Linked DNA regions of Anas platyrhynchos: region 1 is linked to region 2. The links are chromatin contacts, called in public Hi-C maps. All regions are on one chromosome and are shown on one strand. The core of a region is the stretch at or near the end of the contact, and the rest is flanking DNA. Distances in the headings are between cores, read along the strand shown.

What was found. A called contact is a pair of places that touch in the nucleus more often than the background predicts.
Region 1: a Hi-C map of liver shows a contact between it and region 2, with 5 times the contacts expected there. The contact joins the promoter of ATG5 here to the enhancer-like site in region 2. A contact is called at or near these places in 3 of 8 Hi-C or Micro-C datasets (liver, skeletal muscle and subcutaneous adipose tissue).

What each region holds. Positions count from the first base shown.
Region 1 is chr3:74,387,046-74,391,735 of IASCAAS_PekinDuck_T2T, forward strand. It overlaps ATG5 (autophagy related 5), which reads left to right and starts at 1,664. Exons shown (of 8, transcript XM_027454761.3): 1 at 1,664-1,807; 2 at 2,153-2,314. The coding sequence starts at 2,207.
Region 2 is chr3:74,277,110-74,281,739 of IASCAAS_PekinDuck_T2T, forward strand. It overlaps CRYBG1 (crystallin beta-gamma domain containing 1), which reads right to left. Exons shown (of 23, transcript XM_072036138.1): 22 at 4,626-4,630; 23 at 91-1,826. The coding sequence ends at 1,738. Among named protein-coding and RNA genes, the nearest start is that of QRSL1, 23 kb to the left of the region's middle. Within about 2 kb of position 2,797, at least 1 of the 8 cell types and tissues checked has an H3K27ac peak or open chromatin away from gene starts, as enhancers often do.

The DNA.
Region 1 (4,690 bases), core at 414-2,913, 110 kb after region 2:
TTTCTTTCTTTTGTTAGGATCTCACAGCAGCTCCTGCAGTCAACGCACCCTCAAGAGACTGTTTTCAGTGAACCAGTACCAACAGAATGGGGGACATTGCAGAAATCTATAGAGAAGCCCATAGCAATGGCCAAGGCTTGGGGGATGCTTTTGTGTCTGTGTGATCAGTTCTGCGCAGATCTTCGTGGAAGGAGCCTCCTGCATCCAGAAACTTCCACCATTCCAACTCTGCAAGACAGCTGCTTCCACACAACTGATGCCAGCTGAACTGTTCTGAATGCATGAGGAAAGCTCCCAGAGAAACTCCTGCCCTTCCGTCCCCTCAGCATGAGCAATGCCCTTCAGAGGCGCTGTCCATAGCCCATACCCAGGACAAGTGAAACTTATCTGTATTTCGGAGTGTAGGGGAGTCTCCATCACCGTCCTTGCTCCTGCTGCCAGGCAGCTCTGTGTGTGACTTGTCACTTACAGCAAAAACTATGTTTAAACTAGCCCTTGCAACACAGCAAAAACCTTTCCCTATGCTTTGGGGTAGACCACGCCAAACACAATGTTTGCTTCAGTTTTACTCCTTGGGTTTACCCGTTTTTTGAATTAATATGTCCTGGGTCTGGGTCTCATAAGAACACTCATAGAACAGGTACAGAAAGTTTCACTGGGTACCTCCCAAACCACAGAAGTACCATGGCTAAACATTTTGCTTAGCGGCTGTTGACAAAGATGATGTTTTATTCTCCTCTGATAATTTGTAACAGAGCTCAGGCACAGAGCAGCAGTTCCCCTGCGGCCTGTGGCGAGGCCCCTGGTGGAGCAGGCTGTCCCCCTGCAGCCCATGGGTCCCCCATGGAGCAGATCTCCACGCTGCAGCCCCAACATGGGTGGAGGAGCCCCCAGTGGAGCAGGTGGATGTGGCCTGGAGGAGGCTGCAGCCCATGGAGAGCCCCCACAGGAGCAGGCCCTGGACCGGAGCTGCAGCCCCTGGAGAGGAGCCCATGCAGAAGCAGGGATCTGCTCAGGCTCAGTTCAGGAAGGACGGCGTCCTGTGAGAGGGACCCCACGTGGAGCGGGGTCAGAGAGTGACTGTGAAGGAGTGGCGGAGACAAAGCGTTAGGGACTGACCGCAGCCCCCATTCCCTGTTCCCCTGCACTGCTCAAGGTGCGAAGGTGGAAGAGGCTGAATGGGGGGAAGGTGTTTCTGGTTTCTTTTGTTTCTCACGTCTCTAGTCTCTTAGTTATAGGCAACAAATTTTAGTATCTCCCTACTCTGCTTTGCACATGATGTTGAGCGATCTCCCTGCCCTTATCTCAACCCTCAAGCCCTTTCCACCCTCTTTTCTCCCCTTTTCCCTGTAAGGGTGAGTGAGAGAGCGGCTGAGGCGGAGCTCAGCTGCCCACCTGAGTAAAACCACCACAGGCTCACGTTCAGGGTATCATTTTTTATCAATAAAGAATATGAATCAGAATCAGACACACTCATAAAAACACCAGTCCTTACGAAAAAAAAAAAAGACACACACAGAGGGAACCAAAGCGCTTTATTTCTGCGGGACGCCTCCACCAGAGGCAGCCGCTGCCTGACACCTGCCGGCCAGGCAGCAGCGCAGCACACCCCCTCCCTCCGCCGCCCTCCTCCCCCCTCTGCTTCAGCGCCCGCGCCGGGTTCCGGCCGGGCCGTGGGGGCCGCCCACAACCGGGCGGAAGCGGCGCCGTGGCGGAGCCGCGCGGGCGAGCGGCGCATGCGCGCGCGGGCGGGGCCGCGCCTGGGTTCCTGCCTGGCGCCGCAGCTCCGGCGCGGGGCGGCCCGCAGGTAACGGCCGCGCCGCTCCTAACGGCCGCGGGGCCGCACGGGGTCTCCCGGGGAAGGGGGCGAGGGCCGCCCTGAGGCGGCTCCGGGCCCCGGCGGCCGCGGGGGTGCTCGCTGAGGGGACGGGGAGGGAGAGGGCCTCCCGTCAGGGCAGGTGCGGGAGGGGGGTGTGCGGTTTTGGGGTGGTTCTGTGGGAAAACGGCGGTTGGGCTGCGTGATCCCTTCCAGCCGGGGGTGTTCTGTCATTTTCCATGCAAACGCGCGTGAAAGGGGTGAGACGGGAGCTCGTGCTTACAGGAGAACCTGTAACGAGGGGTGTTTGACCTGTTTCTCTCCATGGGGTTACAGTTCCAGCTGAGGAAACGGAGTGGATCTACATGTGCTTCGCTGCTCCCTGGAAGAATGACAGATGACAAAGACGTGCTTCGAGATGTGTGGTTTGGACGAATACCAACCTGCTTCACGCTGTATCAGGATGAGATAACCGAAAGGGAAGCCGAGCCTTACTATGTGAGTGTAACAGCGGCAGCGTGGATACTCTAATCCCATACGTGCGTTTGTTTTGTTTAATCTCATCCTTTATGCTGCTAGGTGTGTGGATTTCTATTTTCCTATTCCTGATACCTTTTGGATGTATCTTATGGCCACACTGTGAGTCACCTTGCTTCAGAGCAGGTTCAAAAATTTAACTTTATATCACCAGTGAGTTTAGGTTACAACAGATAATTAAGGTTTAAATACCCTTATGAAAAAGTCAACAAATAAACCAAAAGCAGAGGCTGTGTGTACACTCATGGTGAGTTTGCATCTTAGAGATTCTCCAGAAGAAGGGATAGAGCCTGTATGTTACCTGTATGCACTAAAATTGATGAGGCATGTAGCATAAATACTACAGCCAGTATTCTTTATCAATTTCCTTTGCTCGTGGATGACTTCTACTCATTTTCTTTTCTTTAAATGCTAGCAGCTGTGAGAGATGTAGTAGAAAAGGCAGCTTTGATGTCTTAGCAGTACAGTGCTTGGTAAGCTGATGATACAGACAAGGGTGATGGGTGGATTTGAGATGTAAATTGAAGTGCTTTCTGTAATCATGTGGATGTTGGTTTATAGCGTGCTCTGCAGTTTTCATCCTTTCTGCACCTTACAGATGTTTGGTTGATAGACAATATTGGCTGTTTCAGAGAAACTTAAGTTTAAAAAGTACCAGGTATGTGAGAGGAAGAATCTTACACTATGAATTTAAGTGATTCTGAAATCCTTAAATTTTGTCTTATTTCATTCCGTGCTTTTTGGAGGCTATTACTGGGTAGAGTAGCATTCAATTAATAGCATCTTTGTCATTGGTTTCGCATTTCCCCGTGTGCCTTGTGTGGTTTTTAGTAACCTAATAAAGCATTAATGCTTTTCGTTCAGTGGTGATAGTGTTCATCTCTCTCTGCTTTAATTTCACCACTGGTGAAACAGAAGTACTTCCACGTTGTTGCGCTTGGCCTATTGCCTGATGCTTCTGAACTGTCTAGAAGTCTCTGATCAAACTTCTATAAAATATGTATATATTTCAAAATACACATGTGCATAGCGTGTAAGAGTTGCATAAAAGGCACAAGCCTGAGTTCAGAGATATGCAATCTTAATCTGTTTAACATTGGCATGAAAACCCTGAAGCCACGTTATCTGCACAGTGAGGCCAACTTTTGAAGCCTAGAAGATAGCTTTAAGATGGTAGTGTTTCTTTTACTTGCTCCTCTTACAGTGTGCACAGAAAATATCAAGGCTTAATTCTCTCTTTTTGCAAAACCTGGTTATTTGTAGGTCAGAATTCTTGAATGTTAGATTTTTCCCTCTTGCAGGTCATGTTGGAGCTGATAGTTGAAGTTTCCCTGTTTGAAGGGACCAAAGATGAATAATAGTAAAAGGTTGAATAGCAATCAAAGTTCTATATCTGGATTGAGTTCTCGTAGTTTCAGTGTGCATCTGCATTAATGTTCTAGTTTGGATCTGGAGTGTGTTTTTGAAGCAAGCCTTTGTTATTTCCACTTACTCTGCCAAGGTTTGTATCACACATCTGTCTTGGAGCACACAAGCTGAGTCTTTTTCCCGTGCAGCTGATGTACTTTGGGCCTGAGATCAATGTGTTCCAGCTGCTAATGGGTGGTCAGTGTATGGAATCAAATTGGAGTTGAACTGAAATGAAAAACAAACAAAAAGCATATGTAGTGAATGTTCCCAGCCCTTGACACCAGTTGTTTTACTTTATACGTCTCTTCTTATCAGTAATTATTGAAGCAGATAAAACCACCGTGTTCCGGGTTGCCTTCCGTGAACAGGGAGGAAATTCTGGCATCATGAAGTTAAGAGGAAGAAAACTTCTGTTCTGAGAAACTTGCTTTGTGAAGGCAAAGGAAGGCAGAGGAAGAGAGGTTAGAAAAATAAACTAGAATCTGTGTGATCGATTTCAGTGTGAGTTGTGTGGTAGGAGACCCTTGGCTGCTAGATACATTAGCACAGCACAGGAATGAAACGTGCTTACAACACAATAGGAACTGCATAGGGATAGCAGAACTCATTTAAAATGATCTTAGCCATTTTGGAAAGTAATGACATCAAGACTAAGCAGCTCAAATCAAACACTGCTGTTTCTGCCAGGTATGTATCTGCAGGGAGTTCTTTGCTTGTGCAAGAAATAAAGTACTCATTGGCTGCGATTGATCAGGTGTAACAAATGAAATTACCACAGAAGGCAGTAATGGTACTCTGGGACAGCCTCTGCTGGGTCACTCTTTTCTCTTTCCCAGTGGTAAAAGAATTGTTTTATTAAGAAGTCTGTAACAGAGCAATATGAAGCCATTCTGGGCTAGCGTGCTTTATTATTTTTATCCTGCGTGC
Region 2 (4,630 bases), core at 1,547-4,046:
AGAGCCCGCAGCTATTCCCCACCCTGCGTTCATTCATTAGGCAGCTGCAGCACAATAATTACAGCCAGAGAAAAGAGACAGAAGCAAAACTGTTGAATGTTAGATTTTTAACTTAAAAATAATTTCAGTGAAGTGTTACCTAACTTATATTTATTTATGAAATGCTATATTATATATAGCAAGAGCACATCAACATGACAAAGTGCCACTGCTTGGAACCAATAACACATTCGCTATGAAGAACTAAAAGCAACACACGAGAAGGAACAAAACTTCTGTACAAAAGGAAGAAAACTAGCGAAGCACTTCCTCCGTGGTGGTAACAACGAAAGCACCAGTACCCTCTGAGGCAACACAACAGTCACGAAAGCGTTACTTTCGGACAGACTCATTGTGCCAGCCGAAGGCCTGATGCTCCTAGGAGCAGCATGTAGTAACACTGGTCCAAGCCAGAACAAAACACAGCAGCATGTACAAAAGTTTCTTCGTATTTTACTTTTCTGCCAACATCATTAAGGAACGCTAACAAATAGGTTCAGCACCGGGCAACGGAGGAACCTCCAGGAGTCACCTGAGTATCTCTCACTTGCCACAAGTTCTTCACTAAACCTGCAGTGCTTAATTCCGAATGGGTGCTGCCCCTGTGCCCATGACAAGTATCCAAGCTTGGCGGGCTGAGGGCTCCTTCCAGCAGCCCACCACAGACACTCAAACATCACCCGGACTACCAGGGAGTCTGGCATCCTACTCAGTAAGCCAGAGCACAGGCCAAAAGGTGGTGGCTAAAAAGGGCACTGTGCTTAGATGCTTTTGCAGTCATGCTTAATGATAGTTTCCTTAAGAATTTATTTTTTTTTCCCCCCTATGTGGCAAATGATTCTAGAGTTCAGGAAGACTACATTTACTGGAGCTGTTTTAAAAGGTAAAAACTTGACTTGGCAAAGAAGTAAAATACTTGTAACAAAATATCAGGCAGCCTAGGAAGTGGGCAGGCAAGTTCTTCACATTCTTATAAATTATTTTGTCAGTCCTGTATTTTTCTAAAACACATCTACTTGTTTATATCTTCTCTCTACGTGAGAAAATCATATTTATTTTTTCTTAATTTAGGACTTACTGTTTTAGCATACTATTAGCAAAGATTTGAAGGCACGTGTTAAAAATTCTTTGGATTTGCTGTGTGCTAGAAGTCTTTAAGCTTTCAGTAAACATAAGTTTGTTCCAGTGAAACAAATATATTAATTTTCAGTAGTGAATATTCCTCTATCCTACAGCCCATAGGCCTAAGTCGCTATACCCACATACACATTGCACTCCTGTCCTTTATAAAATAAGCTTTAATTAATGTTTTTAGCCCTTCTCTCAGTTAAAAAAGAAACTTTAAAAAATAATTTAAAATTACACTTCTTGGCTATTCTGGATTAGCTACTCCCTGACATGATTGTAACTGTGGGGTCTCTCCCACCTCTCGTTCATCCACGCTGGCCTGAGGCACGCCACCATTCCCTATCTCCCTTTGCACTGTGACGATTACAAAAAGGCCGAGAGATACTCAAGCTTTCATGGGGTTAATAATGATAGCTAGCGAGGTGTGAAGTCATTCTGTTGCTTGCTCTTTTTAACTGCAAAGAAAAGACAGAGCTCTCGTTGTTGATCCTGCATCCTTCCAGGCTGGCAGTGCCGATGCTAGCGTCCAGAATAGCGCCCGATCCGCACGTCGCCGCTGCTCGTCTGGAGTTACACGACGAGTGGTTCCCAGCACTGCGTCAGCCTTTCTTCGTTGACTGTGTTGACGACGACGTGATCGCGATCGTACTGCGAGCCCCCTGCGAAGGAAAATTCAAAGAGCACAGTCTATCTGTGAAATCAGAGGCAGGTCCTACTCTTGGTTTCAGGGCTGCTCTAAGTGCTGATGCAGGCAGTTTCTCCCTCTCCCCAAAGCACTGTAAAGACGAACTCATTTTCATCACCGCCTGCTTTTGGCATTTCTTTGAAACAGGGAGGCCTGCCTGTTCCTCTCCACCGCCCTTCAGTAAGTCAGTGCTTCCTTTCCTGTTCAGGCTGAAGAAAACATGAATACTGTCAGGTCTAACTGTTAAAATGGCCACTTCCCAGAAGTCAAAGTTGGGTTTCCCCACAACAGCTGTCACTTTGCTCTCAAGGTGATGTTTACACTACGGAAGTAGTCCTGCTGTTAACAGTTTGAGCAAAACCATAAAAATAAATACAGAATAAGCCAAGGGATGAGGCCTGGTACTCATTTATGCGTAACCACTGTAACCCTGTATTTTGACCAGCTGCATCACAAGTTGCTGTACACAGCCCATCACCCGATGTCCAGCTGTTCCCACTGGTAGCTGAGTGCACCTGACTGCAAAATGCTTACACTTCTTCGATGGGCTTAAGTTACGCACTTTATGCAATGCCAAACATGTTCCTGTAGAAGAGCGCTGTTAGAATACTAACTTCAGCTCAGAAGTAAATGAAATGTTAAACCAGAAAGTCAGAGGTGACTTTTTTTTTTTTTTTTTTTCAATCTAGTACGTACTGCAGAGGCATTAGGTGCATACATCTTGCACACCTGCAGTAGCAGGCACTGCTCTCACTGAAGCAGCTGCCTACACTGAACACCAGGATGCTCCCACGGACACCCTCCTTCCTTCTGCACCTCCTCTCCCATGCCTCCCTACAGCCTCATCTTCCCAGAATGAGCAAGAGATGTGCCCGGCAGCTGAAAGCCTGCTCTGAGCATCACAAATACAGATTACAGCAGATCCCAGAGACGTGCTAAGTACTGAGCCCTACTTGGTCAAGCACATTTAATAGCAGCTCTTCTGTACGACGGAAATGCCACCTCAGGCACCGTAGCTGATCTCCCCTTTAGGAATCTGGGGGAAGATTCCAAAATCATCACCATCCCAAATCATAAAGGGTCTCTGAGAAGGTTAACAGCAACATGATTTGCCTCCTTCCCATCACCAACCAAGTATTAAACAGCAGCAGAGATACGCGGCGGAAACATTTGAAAGCTCTTCAGGAACAGGAAAAAACTTTAACCAGCAGCTATAAAAAAAAATAACGTTAGTCCTGTAGCTCAGTTATCACTGCGAGGGCAAACAGTCCGTTGTAAGCAGTATCTGGTAGACTATAAACAGGTAATAAAGGGAAAAGATAAGATTTCTTTCAGCGGAGCTCCGGGTTCCTTTGATGGAGCCGTGCTCTGGGCAAGGCACTGCACCATGCCGAGTATCCACAAGGTGGCATTGGTAACGCACGGTCGAACACATTCATTTGCTGAAGAATTCGTCAAAGCTCAGTTTGTGCTCAAGAACAGATCAGCAAAACTGGCAAAAACAGATAAAGTTCCTACTACACTTTCTCACATAAAAGCTAAAAGGAATAGATTAGCAAAATTATGATCCTACATAAAATTGTGTTCCTACATAATTCTGCTGAATGCATCTGAACTTTTGTCATCAGACCTACCCATGGCGAAGTCCTTCAATTAGTGCAGAATGTGTAACGTGCTTTTAACATGCTTAACTCAAGACAAGTCGGTGCAGCAGTGCTCCTGCTTTTTGGAGCAACTCAAAACTGACTTTAAAAAAAAAAATGTACGCAGAGTCATTGTGAATCTAGACTCTCCTTTGTCTCCTCTCAGGGTCTTTCTGATAAATTTTTATGGCAGTAAAGCGAATTTATGACTATTAGTGCCAGCGTTGTATCACGGTCAGCCATCACATAGCCCTTACCTCACAGTTCTGCCAGTCCCGTCCCTGTTAGTCCCAAAGTGCTGACTGTTGATTGGTAATTTTTGTTGTTGTTGTTGTTGTGTTTGTTTCTTTTGCAATTGTTATAGCTGATGTGTCACAGCATCAATCCAAAATTACTTCTTAAATTATTAAAGAATTAACAGCTATACGATTAATATCCCCAAAATGCAGAGTTATGTAGGAACATCTAATCACAATTTTGCTAATCATTCCATTTGCTGCTTTATCAGACCTATGAAATTATGAAAGCCAACGCAGTTCAGAAGCAGTATCTACATGAAACAAATTGCTGTGACAACAGCCACAGTAAAACATGCACAGAATTAGGCTGCTACAACAGAATCTGATGTTGACAATAAAGGTATAGCCATTAACAAACAAACAAAAACACTTTTTGCATCTAATCACATCAGCGTACAAGCCTGCCTTTGCTTTCCTAATATCCCTTGGCTATTGCATCTCCAACTACTATGTAAGAAAATTTGCTCTGCACAAATTAAAGTTAATGAAAAGCTAGGTAAGAGAAACCTAGCTTCAGCATTTTTAAATAATTTAATTATATTCACATCGCCCAGTGCCAAGTAAAATTAGCTGAGGGTATCTACACTGAGTGGACACCAGGAATACAAGATAAGCAAGTACTGTGAGTTACTAAACTCTGTGCAGGAAAAATGAGATGAAGTCCTAGGGCCTGTATAATTCAGGAGGTCAGACTAGCTGATCGGGTCTTCTCTGATTCTAGATTAAAGTAGCTCTAACACCATCCTTAATTTATAGGCACGTTTAGTGCCTATCCCACTGTAAACACCATGTAATTAAGACACAATGTAATGAGATAACACATTTGCTTACCTTTG